Regions from separate parts of the Mus musculus genome. Here all the other regions are linked to region 2. Evidence: chromatin contacts called from public HiChIP or PLAC-seq and Micro-C data. All regions are on one chromosome and are shown on one strand. The core of a region is the stretch at or near the end of the contact, and the rest is flanking DNA. Distances in the headings are between cores, read along the strand shown. Region 1 overlaps Chst15 (carbohydrate sulfotransferase 15). Region 2 holds the start of Hmx3 (H6 homeobox 3). Region 3 holds the start of Htra1 (HtrA serine peptidase 1).

Region 1 (3,814 bases), core at 591-3,090, 740 kb after region 2:
GACTAGACAACCATGGATCTGTTTGGCTGCAAAGCTTGTGACCTTTCACCTATATACCCAAATGAAGCTGCCACCAACAGAGGCTGGCAGAGTAGGGTATCAGCCATTAACTGATTGGTCAAACTGGATTTGAGACTGCTTAGGCAAGGCAGCCAGGCTAGGCCATGAGCTCCACACAAGCCCAGGGCCAGAGATGCTCAGGCCAGGAGAGCATGGACCTCACTCTGGGTGGGTGGTCAGTAAATATCCCCACCTTAGTGACAGAAGAAAATTCCATATGCCCCACTGAGTTCCTAGGAATGCTCCAGGACAAGGCACTTTTGGCTTGGTGACCAGAGTGACCCCAGCGGACACTGACTGTGTCCATACACCAGCCTAGGGTTAATGTGGATGGTTGGGTTTAAATGTCCTGATAATATTAAAGACAAGTATTAGCCCCACTGTACAAGCAGCTCAACTGTGAATTCAATGTCATATACTTCCTGCTCGGTGTGATTTACAGAGACAGGAAAGGATATGGGCCAGGGGAGGGGGGCTGGATATCTAAAGACTCCAGAGTCTGCACTGGGCACCGATCACAACATTGAAATAGCCATGTGACTGCAGACAAACTGAGACCCTCACCCTCTTCTTCTCCAGGTCAACATGAAAGGCTTTGTGTCTCCAAATTGGCCCAAGATCATCAAGACATCAGGTGTCTGAGAACCAGCTACTCTTCCTCTTGTGTGTTTGTGAGGCTTCCTGCAGGTGCAGCCCCAAACCTTACCTGCCAGGGAAAGGGACGTGCTTTCTGACATCATGGCTCCCATGTGGCTGGAGTGCAAAGTCCTTAAGCGGTGGCATTGTGGCCATTGTCCAACGAGTCCCCTAACACAAGCGGGAAATGAAGGAAAGAAGATGTGCCCAGGGAGTGAGTGCCTGTGTAAGAGAAAGTGTATGTATATATGTGAGAGAGGGAGAGAGAGTGTGTGTAAGAGAGAGGAAGTGTGTGTGTGTGTGTGTGTGTGTGTGTGTGTAAGAAAGAGTGTGTGTATGTGTGTTAGAGAGGGAGAGAGTGTAAGAGTGTGTGTGTGTATGTAACAGAGCATGTGTATATGTGTTAGAGAGGGAGAGAGTGTGTAAGTGTGTGTGTATGTGTGCGTGTGTAACAGAGTGTGTGTATATGTGTTAGAGAGGGAGAGAGTGTGTAAGAGTGTGTAAGAGAGAGACTGTGTGCATGAGAGAGTGATGTGTAGGAGAGATAGAATGAAAATGAGTGGGAGTGAGAGAAGAGAGTGTTTGAGAGAGGATAGAGAGAATGTGTGGGAGGAAATGAGAGAGAGAGAGAGAGAGAGAGAGAGAAAGAGAGAGAGCACCAAAGGGACAGGGTGGCTCTGTCCACCTTTGTATCCCTAGACCCTTCCTGCCCACTGAGACAGACCCTGGAGAGAAGAGGGAAGATCCTGGGTAGCAGGAGATAGCCCACCCAGATGCCCTTCAGGTCCCTCACAGAACAGAACTCACACATTGCCAGTTCACAGAATGCGAATGATGATCTCGCAATGTACAGCAGAGGCCTAGAGTGAATAAATTAAGGGCGGCACAATGGAAAGGGAAGCAGCTGTGCGCTCCCCGCCAGATGGCCTCCCTGATCGGAATACTTTTAAATATTGTTTTATTTTCAAAGATAAGCAAAATAAGAGTCTGATTTAACCCTTGAATGGGGAGAACCTCCTGAGATACTTCAGTGGCATTCCTTTCTGATGGAAAGAGCAGGCAGCCTATCTGACAGTGTCCTCTAGATGGTTTTACAAGGTGAAGCTGGGCATAGCATGCACTTCCCATCCCCAAGCAGACCAGCCCTTACCAGACATGGTGAGAGGCCAGAGAGTGGCCTGTGCATCTGCCTCAGTGTGGCCATGGATGTGATGGTGAGCACCTGGTGCGTGTGTGTGTGTGTGTGTGTGTGTGTGTGTGTGCAGGGATCTGCATGAAAGATCCAAGATACCATGTTTAGAAAGCTTAGAAAGTTTTAACATCATTTTAAAATTAAGATGTAGGCAAGTACATGGCAAAATAAGAAGTCCTGCTAAGTCACTTTCAGTACCATGGAGGAAAGCTGGGTAGGCGCTGGCAGGTCCTGTGGACCCACCAAGGTCCTCTTCTGCTCCTGACCACTCACAGTGCTACAGGTGAGTGTGGCTGCTCTGTAGTACAAAAGGAAGAGAAGCAGAAGCCCGGGACACAGCCTGCTCTGAATCACAGCATAGCAGGAGGCAGAGCTAGACACAGCAGAAGCCCCAGCTGGCCCTCTTTCCATTAAGCACAGTGACAAGTACATCCCTCAGCAACCAGTTTCCAAGAGTGACTGTGGGTGGAGCTTGGGGCACATTGGCTCACACTTTCACAGTCCCATCTGGCTTTGAAGTTCACTTGGAAAGATCAAGTATTCCTCTTGCAACTACAATAGCAGTAAAGAAATAATAAACACTAAGTAACAAAGGAGGGGCAGAGAGAAGCAGGCTGGAACAAAGGTCTGGTAAGTCACACCCTCAGCCACAACCTCCCTCCTTGTCCTCGAATGCCAACCTCCTTGCTCTGCCAGTCTTGGAGATGAGGCAGAGGGACTGTCTGAGGCTAGAGATGGCCAAGATTTAAAAGATTGAATGCAAAGAACAAGGGGAGAGTTACCTAGGCTCCACTTTAACCCTCTATTACTCAAGTATCTTTGAATTAATAACATCCCCCCACTAGCCACAACATGGTGCTCAGCTGTTGTCCTTGTACATCATCATCATCGTCGTCATGACCATCACCATCACCAACCAAATCCCCCGTTGACTGAAAATCATGCACTTGAGAGCCATCCCATGAAGGACACTGTCTCTTGCCTCCTGTCACAATAACGGAAAACCCAAGACAGACCACAGAATTCCCCAGTGGGTGTAGATCTTTATAAACATGTACAAGTCAAAGGCAGAGACCAAGAGGCACATGGGACACTATGGCTCTGGAAGACACTGTTTTGTGAGCATTCACCTATGTGACCGTGGAACAGAGATGCCCTTGATTGGGGCTCCATGTGACTGCAATGGCTGTGAGATGGACAGGTACACTCTGGTACAAAGAGAAATGTGGAGGAAAGAAAAAAAATGAGAATCCCAAACCAAGGAGCATTAATCACAGCCCCACATCTCCCGGAATCCACCTCTTCCTGGCTGTGTGTCTCAGGCCAGCTGCTTTACAATTCTGGGCTTGTTTGCTTCCCATCCGTATAGAGAAAATTGCAGCAGGAAATTCTGGAGGATTAATGGGATTAACATCTATGCGAAATGTTTCCTTGATGCCACTAACCCCCAGAGCCTGAAAAGCCCTTCCATAACCACCCCACCCCCCATCCTGTCATTCCTTTCCTCTTTCTGCAAAGATCTCAGCTAACAACAGGAACTTTGGTCCAGTGTCTGAAGCCCCAACCTATCCTGGATGATGACAGAATCCTTAAGGCAGCAGACTAGCAGGGGATTCGAACAAGCTCATATGGAGGACCCCTTCACCCCACAGTGCAACAGAGACCAGATGGGAACCCCAGAACATTAGCATAAAGGATTGCCTATGGCCAGTAAGAGCCTCTAGGAGAAAAAATCCACCTTTTAGACTCCAATAGACCTAGTTTCTGGAACCTCAACTCAAACCTAGAAGCGAGATTTCCCAGTCTCTGTAAAATAGGTCAACCGAGCATTTATTTATAGACAAACCAAGTTCCTAAACACAGATATGATGCATATATCAGAAGGGGAATCCTGGGCCGTGGTTCTCTGTTAGTCTAGCGATTTAA
Region 2 (3,986 bases), core at 1,328-3,827:
ACATTAGGAAAGATACATGCTGGATCGGCCCAAGTAAGCTGCCTCTTAACTCTTCTTGGGTCCACACTTCTGGGTCTAGTCCTAGAACTGAGATCGGCCAGAAGCCGTGGACCGAATGTCTTTCACGCCTGTCTTCCTGGGACAGATATGTCTTTCAGGTCTACGGACTCATAGATGGGTTTGTTGCGGGTTTTGGTTTTGGTGTGTTTGTTTGTTTGTTTTTGTTTTGTTTTGAGACACAGTGATTGAACACACGGCCTCTCTGGGTAGGCAGAGAGTAAGGTAGCACTGACTCACAACGACCACCTTTCCGAGAAGTGGAAAGTGTTTCCTCTTTCCCTAATTTAAAAGAGTCCTTGTACATCAGAACTTTAGCAAGCGTGCACACGTCTGCAGCTTCTCCCTCACCAGACCCGCACATACCCTTGGGAGCCTCCTCAGCCTAGTGGGCCGCCAGGTTTGCTGTGCGCAAGCAGTGAGCTCCGAACCGATGTCGTCTATTCAAGAAGAACGATTTCTGCTTTGGGTGGGTGGGTGGGGGTGGCCGCTGCTTGTCCCACACTGTTTGGGCGTCTTAGGTACAGCCTCCTCTCTGGACACCTTTTCTCTATAAAATCTGAGCGTATTACCAACCCTGCTTGAGCCTCGGAGCTGTGATTGGCTCCAACTCGGATTTTAGATGATGCGCCCCTGTGCATTCCAGTAAAGCCTTATACGAAATCAAAGGAATAATAGTAACCATTTATAGAAGCGCTACTTACAAGGCAATAGTAGGGTTCGTTACCGAGGGTGGATGTCAAAACTTTAAATACGACCTTCAAGACTTGGTAGAGGCGGTTCTGGTGCCTTAGGTCTGAAAAATAAAATAAACCTACTTCTCATTTGGGGACCCAAAACTGTCCAGGCTGCGCTAGGTAAGCAAGAGGAGCTTGAATTAGGCAAGACTCAACCGAAAGATAAAGAACGGGCTGAGGCGGAGGAAGTTCAGGTGTGAAGGGATTTTCATCCAGGCTGAGAACAAATTGTCATCTTTCTCGGGCCAAGGAACTATCACCAGGGGAAAGGACCCCATGGAAATCTAGAATTGAACTGATTGTCTCTCCGGCTTCCTGCTTGACCCAGGGAGCTGTTAAGGTCGAATGAGTCCAGCTATTCCTCAGAGGCCCGCCGAGATTCTCCAGGGACTTGGAGGCCCTTGGGACATGCTGCAGGTGTCGTTGCCAGGGTCACAAACGAGAAAGGTACTCTTCTGCGCCTTCGGTTCTTGGCGCCTATATTAAAGCATTAGGCAGTTCCAAATGCCACCCTTTGGGGGGAAAGTGCTGTGTTCAGATCGCAGGCTTAAAGTTGATCTTTGAGCCGCGGACACAGTCACCAAGAAAAGAGCGGTGTCCTTCGGAGTACAGTTGTCAGTGAGGAAACACCGCTACCCCGACAGTTGCACAGGGGAAGCGCGTGCACAGAGTCGCATACCCAACTCCTACTCCTGAAAGATTCAGAATCACTCATCCATTTTCAGGACCAAAGGCCAAGGCTACGCGGATTCCTAAGTCGGCAGACTCTCGACTAGACGAAGAGCGGGGAAGCTCTTTTTGGCCGCACCCTGATTAGCAGGTTTGGGGAAAGAAAGTACTGAGTTCTTTCGGGGCCGGGGAGGCGCCCTACTTCCTGGACCCGCACGGCCAAGGCTTTCCAGCCGCGTGGGGCAGCTGGCCTCTGCCAGGCCGGGAGGGGTGGGAGAGCGGCCGCTGCTAGCGCGGATAACCCGGAGGTGACCCAGGCCAGCCTGCTCTGCCCCTCCCCCTCAGGCAGACCGGACAGCAGCCAGCCCGCAGCCGAGCTGCAGGGGGTAGAGGGAGGTGCTTGCTCCAGACTGGAGCAGGTCCGTGCGCTCCGGCCCGCCGGGGGCGTCTCCTTCTTGAGGTCCCTCGCGCGCCTCCCGCTTGGTGGGAGCTCTCAGAGTGCCTCTTTAGCGAGAGCCAATATCCTTTTGTGCTAATAGGTTTGTCCTCATTTGCTGCCTAATTGGACTATATAAAGCCAATAACAGGCGGGCTCTCATAGCCCGAAGCCAAAGCGCCAAAATCCGAGGGAAGGCGAGGAGGGGGCGGTAGAGGAGGCGGCTGCGGGGCCTGGGCTCGGCTGCGCCTTGGCCGGCCTAATCCCATTTGCCATTGTACGCGCCCAATCGCCGTATACTCCCCGCATTTAACTTGGATGACATTTTGATTTCATCATTAGCATCCGGCGCCGGATTGACGCATCCCCAAGCCGGGGACCGCTCTCGCAGCCTCCTCCCGGGGAGCCGCAGCTCCTACCGGCCCCCTCGCTCCCTCGGCGCAGAGGCAGGTCCGCTCCCCGCCCCTCTGGACCCCTCCCCCCATGCGAGCCCGCCCCGGCCCGGTCCCCACCCCGCCCTCCCGCGGCTCGATTCGCGCCCGGGGCGGCCCCCGACTTTGAGCCCCGTAGTTGAGTTCCGTTTATGGTCTGATTTCCGGCCCCTAGCCTGCTCGCCCCGCCGCCCGCCGCCCGCCTGTCCCGCTCCCGCCCTCCGTGGGACCCGGAGGACTGGGGACCATGCCGGAGCCCGGGCCGGACGCCTCGGGCACTGCCAGCGCGCCGCCCCCGCAGCCACCGCCCCAACCTCCCGCGCCCAAGGAATCCCCGTTCTCCATCAGGAACCTGCTCAACGGAGACCATCACCGGCCGCCCCCGAAGCCTCAGCCGCCCCCACGAACGCTCTTTGCTCCGGCCTCGGCTGCTGCCGCCGCCGCCGCCGCTGCGGCCGCCGCAGCCAAAGGTGCCCTGGAGGGCGCCGCGGGCTTCGCGCTCTCGCAGGTGGGCGACCTGGCTTTCCCCCGCTTTGAGATCCCAGCGCAGAGGTTTGCCCTGCCCGCGCACTACCTGGAGCGCTCCCCGGCCTGGTGGTACCCCTACACCCTGACCCCCGCCGGCGGTCACCTCCCGCGACCAGAAGGTACCGACCTCTCTTTGAACTTTCGTTCTCCCCTCTTTCCCTGTGGGCCGGTCACATTCCCTCTCAGAGATGGTGTCACTGCAGTTAGGGATGCCCCGACACCTGCCAACCAGAGTTTTGGTTAACTTCCTTCGGCCTCTAGCCAGCATCTTTCCTGCGCCGCTCGGCTACGAGGCCAAGGAAACCAATCCCACTTGCTGAGAAAAGAAGTGCAGTTGGAGGCCCGGGCTCTGCGATTCCCGGAAAAAAATTGTCCTCCAGCAGGAATGGGTGGCTTGGGATGGCCTTGGGGGGTGGGGGGGAGGCCTGGAAGGCAGGGTTGAACCTTAGCAGTGGAGAATTTTCCCGCTGGCCCCTGGCGTGGGAAACGCGAGATAAAAGGAGCGGCCCTGATCCCACCATTGCCTGGCCAGTCCTAGAAAGGCGAAGAGATCTTAGATCTTTCTGCCCCACTGCAGCCCAGCGGGGACACGGGAGAACCGAGGCCCAGGGCCAGTAGCCCGAGGCCAACGTGTGGGTTGCGCTTGGTGCTCCCAGATCCCTGCCTCGCTCAAGGCTGTGTCGCTGTGCTTGTGTGTGCGTCCGTTTGTCTGTCTCCCCAGCCTCGGAAAAGGCCCTCCTGCGAGACTCCTCCCCTGCGTCCGGCACCGATCGAGACTCCCCGGAGCCTCTGCTCAAGGCTGACCCCGACCACAAGGAGCTGGACTCCAAGAGCCCGGACGAGATCATTCTGGAAGAGAGCGACTCGGAGGAAGGCAAAAAAGAAGGCGAGGCGGTGCCTGGCGCGGCCGGGACGACCGTAGGGGCGACTACGGCGACACCGGGCTCAGAGGACTGGAAGGCGGGCGCCGAGAGTCCCGAGAAGAAGCCGGCGTGCCGCAAAAAGAAGACGCGCACCGTCTTCTCGCGCAGCCAGGTCTTCCAGCTCGAGTCCACATTCGACATGAAACGCTACCTGAGCAGCTCGGAGCGCGCTGGCCTGGCCGCGTCGCTTCACCTCACCGAGACG
Region 3 (4,418 bases), core at 915-3,414, 610 kb before region 2:
CCTTTACAAATACTGTGAGTTCTCAGAGAAATGGAGAGTCCCTAGTCCCTATTTTTCTTTTCTCCAAACCCTGTTTCTTTCTGTCTGGCATCCCTCCCCTCCCCACACTGCTTAACCATCTTGCCTTCAAGTTTGCAACAGGTTAGGGCCAGATGGGACCAGAGACTACAGCACACACTCATGTGCATAAACACACACACACACACACACACACACACACACACACACACACACACACACACACACACTCCTGAAGTATGTACAGATCATTTGCCTGTAAATTTGATTCCAAATTCTAGGCTCCAATTCCTCCACATGGCCTTGGCTTTTGCAGCCTGTCCACATAGAACTATGTCCCTCCTCCTAAGACACACACACACACACACACACACACACACACACTCACACTCTTTCTCCCTGTCCCTTCATGGACTCAGATTTTATTACAAACTGGCCCTGGTACACCTTCTCTGCTTTGTACTTCCTAACAGCCTTTCTGCTTGAAGTCTGTCTGCCTCTGCTCAGCTCCTCTCTCTAACAGGAGTTCTCCTCCTCCTCCTCTCCCCATAGGTTTGTGTGACCCGAGGAATTGCTTGCGGGATATGAGTTCCATAAAAGAGAATTCCGGAGAGAAGAGTATCTGCAAAGGCTGATGGATCAGAGCTTACCAGGGAAGCGGTAGATCAGGTGCTGAGCTATCAGGCAGCCAGAAAGCAGATTTGTTTCAGGTGGAACTAGGGTCCCCATGCATGGCATAGAACCAGAAGGAACACAAGCGCCAGGAGAGCCGGGGTCACAGCACTAATATGAAATATAATGTGGCAAGGGGGGTACCATGGTGAACCCATGTCAAGGTGTGCCTCTGAGAAATTATGCCATGCAACAGAACTGGTATAAAAGGGAGTTTACTGGCAGAAGGGAAGAGGAGAGAGCACAGGGGACAGAGGAGGACCAGTAGACATCTATGTTTCTGTAGTCTGAGGATTCCAGCCAGACACAAAAGTACTTCTCATATCAGAGACTGTGTGTGTGTGCATGTGCATATGCGTGGGTGTGTGTCTCTCTTACCCCTCTCTTACCCCTTGATGTGTGGGACTTGGACGAAGTTGAGGCTTACCTCGGGGACTGCTTTGAGGGGAGTTGTTTTAAGGAATTCTGCACAAGGGAACAACCCGGATGTAGATTAGCGCCCTATCAGCGACTCCTCCTTGAGTCAGGGTCAGCAGCACTCTGCCCACCACCCTGGGGTGTGTTATGGCGAGGTGCATGGGGAACTCAGGTGGGGACAGCACATACTTTAATTCTCTCATCTTCCAATACAAGATTTATGTGTTCTGTGTTGGCCAGGCACAGAGATCTGCCTCCGGGGTGACAGTTGCTCTTCCTGATGATTCTTAGACTCATCTCGGTCCCAAACGTCACTTAAATCCTCATGTGAGAGCTCAAAATAAAACATCTTGTTTTGGGACACCTTGATTTGCCCGAGCGCTGGGACTGCAGGCGCGGGCTGGGCGCTTCTGTGTGGTAACAACGCATTCCCTAACAGCTCAGGGTGAAAAAGTACAAACTGTACAAAGCCCGGTGGCCACGGCATGCTCCCGGTGGCCCTCCAAGTACCAAACCCAGATACCCGAGGCGTGCTATGGCATGCACTCCACCGAAAGCAACTTTAAAAGAGAAGCGTTAGGAAGGTTTACACTGTCATTCGCCAATGCTTTTTGCTTCTCTCACTTGAAACTAGGTCTGGGCACTGGGTTTCTGCCAGTCCTGCTGACGCTGCCTTCCCACGGCGGCGTCAAGTTCACAGCCACAGTCCCCCAAGCTGGGCACCGGTCCATTGCAGCTGTGGCCGGGGTCGATGTGACCGCCCTCCGCACTGGACGACCTGGGAACTTTCCAGGCGATTGCGCAGTGCTAGGCAGGTTTCCCTCTGTTAAGTGCCACTTTGGTCTTAAGGTCTTCAATCTCTGAGGAAAAAGAATCCTAGAATGAGAAACTGAGCCAGCCGGAGGGTGGAGTCGCGGCCCGCCCCGCCTCGTCCCCGCAGGCAGTCCCCGATCGGCCCCCCTCCCGGGAGCGGTGCCCGTCCCCCTGGCGCTTCGTCACCGCCGCTAGGCCAATGGGCTTAACCGTACGGCCGCGCACACTCGCACCCGCTGTCCCCAAGACCCCGACACACCGTCCCGAGCGCGGTTTTTCGGCTGTGGTCCAGCCCGTGGCCGTCGGAGTCGTCATGCAGTCCCTGCGTACCACGCTCCTGTCTTTGCTACTGCTGCTGCTAGCGGCTCCTTCCTTGGCGTTGCCGTCGGGGACCGGCCGCTCGGCCCCAGCTGCCACCGTCTGTCCCGAGCACTGCGATCCCACCCGCTGCGCCCCGCCGCCCACGGACTGCGAGGGTGGCCGCGTCCGCGACGCGTGCGGCTGCTGCGAGGTGTGCGGCGCGCTCGAGGGTGCAGCGTGCGGCCTGCAGGAGGGTCCCTGCGGCGAGGGGCTGCAATGCGTAGTGCCCTTCGGGGTGCCGGCCTCGGCCACAGTACGACGGCGCGCACAGGCCGGCCTGTGCGTGTGTGCCAGCAGCGAGCCGGTGTGTGGTAGCGACGCCAAGACCTACACCAACCTGTGCCAGCTGCGCGCCGCCAGCCGCCGCTCCGAGAAGCTTCGCCAGCCGCCGGTCATCGTCCTGCAGCGCGGCGCCTGCGGCCAAGGTACCCGCCCCGCCCTGCGCTGCACTCCTGGGTGGCTCCCCACTCTCGCCAACTCAGCCCGACCAGTCAGGACCGTCGGGAGGGGATGCGGAGGTGCAGAGAAGCACTGCGGGGTGTTCTAGGCATCCAGTTAGTGGGAGAGAGAGACGATGGGGCTCGGGGTAGCTGTGTTTCAAAGGCTCCCTCCGGCCCTATTTCTGCGCCAAGCATCGGGTCGTTTCGAGAAACGCCAAGCAGGTGCTTTGCGCGCTTTGGTCCAGCACCCCCTGGCCGGGGTGACTAGGCATCGCGCTGGGGAAAGCCGCGTATCATACCAGGGATCTTGGCAATGTTGAGATACATGGCTTTGGGATCGCAAGAACTCTTGTCGCCTTCCCTTCCTTCTCCCTTTCTGCTGAGTCCTCTCTTCTTGGAACTATCTAAGCAGTGTTTTTCTTATAGAACCTCTTCGTGAAAACTTTCACTTTGGGGAGAGGGAACATCTCTGCTCAACTCAGCAAGCATTTTTCTCACCCCGCCTCCTAAGCAGAAAACGATTTAGTAACTCCGGCCCTCTTCCTCCATTGATTTAAATCAACTTTACAAAAACGCCCACGATTTGGTCCTTTTTTGGTCCTTTGGTCCTTTTGCCTGAGTTCAACCAGGTAGTGGACCGTGAAATTTGAGGTAGAGGAGGGGCCCACTGGGGATGAAGAAAAAAATGCACCCTCTACCCTCTCTCTCCTTGTGGGACCTTTCTGTACCCACAAGAGCTGGACGTGGTGGTGGCGACAGGGTAAAGGGGCTTGGAGAACTGCCCAGCTCCCTGCAGGACCTTCCAGAGAAAAGCTTCGGTTAAATCCAGAGATACCCTGTGGAAAAACAGTAAATTCATACTGGCCACTACAGCGCTGTGGGGACCAGCCAGCTGGGCTCCAGTACATTTGGCTTCAGCTACAGGGCTCCTGCCCAAACCTAGCACCTCCCTCCCCTCCGCCCCCCCACCCCCCATGTGGTGGGGAGGACAGGAAAGCACGGGAGAGGGAAAGAGAGATTGAGCTAGATTTTTCTTTATAGGAATATGGTCGCCTATGACCACTTTGAATTTGGCAAAACTTTACTCGAATGCACAGGAAAGTACTCCAGGTGGTGTAGGAAGAGGTGGGCTGGTGTTTATATTCTTACCACAGGAGCACAGGACTGGACCTCAGTCCCAGGAAACTCAGCCTCCATAGAGAGAAGAAAAGGGTTTTTGTTTGTTTGTTTGTTTGTTTGTTTGTTTGTTTTCAGAGAGGACTGATCCCGGGGTCCCTACCTACTAAGTCCCAGCCCATGTGACAAGTGAGTTATCCTGTGACTCTATTTGGTCTCCTAGACCCGGGAGGAGGAAGCTCCTGGCCTCGTCTTTGTCTTAGATGAGGTGGAACTGGGGATGAATAACTTGTCCAAGGTCACTCAGCTGGAACCTGAATGCTGGCAAACTCAGAACAGGCCAGAGCTAGACCTCAAGGCTATGGGAAATGGGCTTCCAGGGGGCTGGACCAGCCAACTCACCTTGGGGAGAGGTAGAGAACTATGTAGCTCCTGAGTGGATACTTTGAGGTGGAGAATAGATTGGTGTTAGTTAGTTAGTTAGTTAGTTAGTTAGTTAGACAGACACGGGCAGAAGTGACCCACAGTGGTGGCTCAGAGTCCCCTGGGGAGGAAGTAGTGTGTCACACGTGCAGATATCCT

Evidence for each region. Hi-C and Micro-C count contacts between places; a contact is called where the count stands out from the background. HiChIP or PLAC-seq counts read pairs in DNA pulled down with a chosen protein or histone mark.
Region 1: an H3K4me3 HiChIP or PLAC-seq map of embryonic forebrain shows a contact between it and region 2, with 4 times the contacts expected there. The contact joins the enhancer-like site here to the promoter of Hmx3 in region 2. A contact is called at or near these places in 3 of 39 promoter capture datasets (the C10 cell line, cranial neural crest and pre-B cells), 3 of 115 datasets of contacts at active chromatin or transcription factors (astrocytes, embryonic forebrain and embryonic stem cells) and 2 of 9 other capture datasets (adipose tissue and embryonic stem cells).
Region 3: a contact with region 2 is called in a Micro-C map of embryonic stem cells, with 3 times the contacts expected there. The contact joins the promoter of Htra1 here to the promoter of Hmx3 in region 2. A contact is called at or near these places in 2 of 39 promoter capture datasets (embryonic stem cells and pre-B cells), 7 of 484 Hi-C or Micro-C datasets (all in embryonic stem cells) and 1 of 115 datasets of contacts at active chromatin or transcription factors (embryonic stem cells).

What each region holds. Positions count from the first base shown.
Region 1 is chr7:132,282,676-132,286,489 of GRCm38.p6, forward strand. All of the region lies in intron 1 of Chst15 (carbohydrate sulfotransferase 15), which reads right to left. Among named protein-coding and RNA genes, the nearest start is that of Gm10584, 31 kb to the right of the region's middle. Within about 2 kb of position 1,841, at least 46 of the 459 cell types and tissues checked have an H3K27ac peak or open chromatin away from gene starts, as enhancers often do. A contact at or near this core is called in embryonic forebrain, where this site is marked.
Region 2 is chr7:131,540,386-131,544,371 of GRCm38.p6, forward strand. Hmx3 (H6 homeobox 3) reads left to right here and starts at 2,578. Exons shown (of 2, transcript NM_008257.3): 1 at 2,578-2,977; 2 at 3,580-3,986. The coding sequence starts at 2,578.
Region 3 is chr7:130,934,039-130,938,456 of GRCm38.p6, forward strand. It overlaps Htra1 (HtrA serine peptidase 1), which reads left to right and starts at 2,165. Exons shown (of 9, transcript NM_019564.3): 1 at 2,165-2,705. The coding sequence starts at 2,234.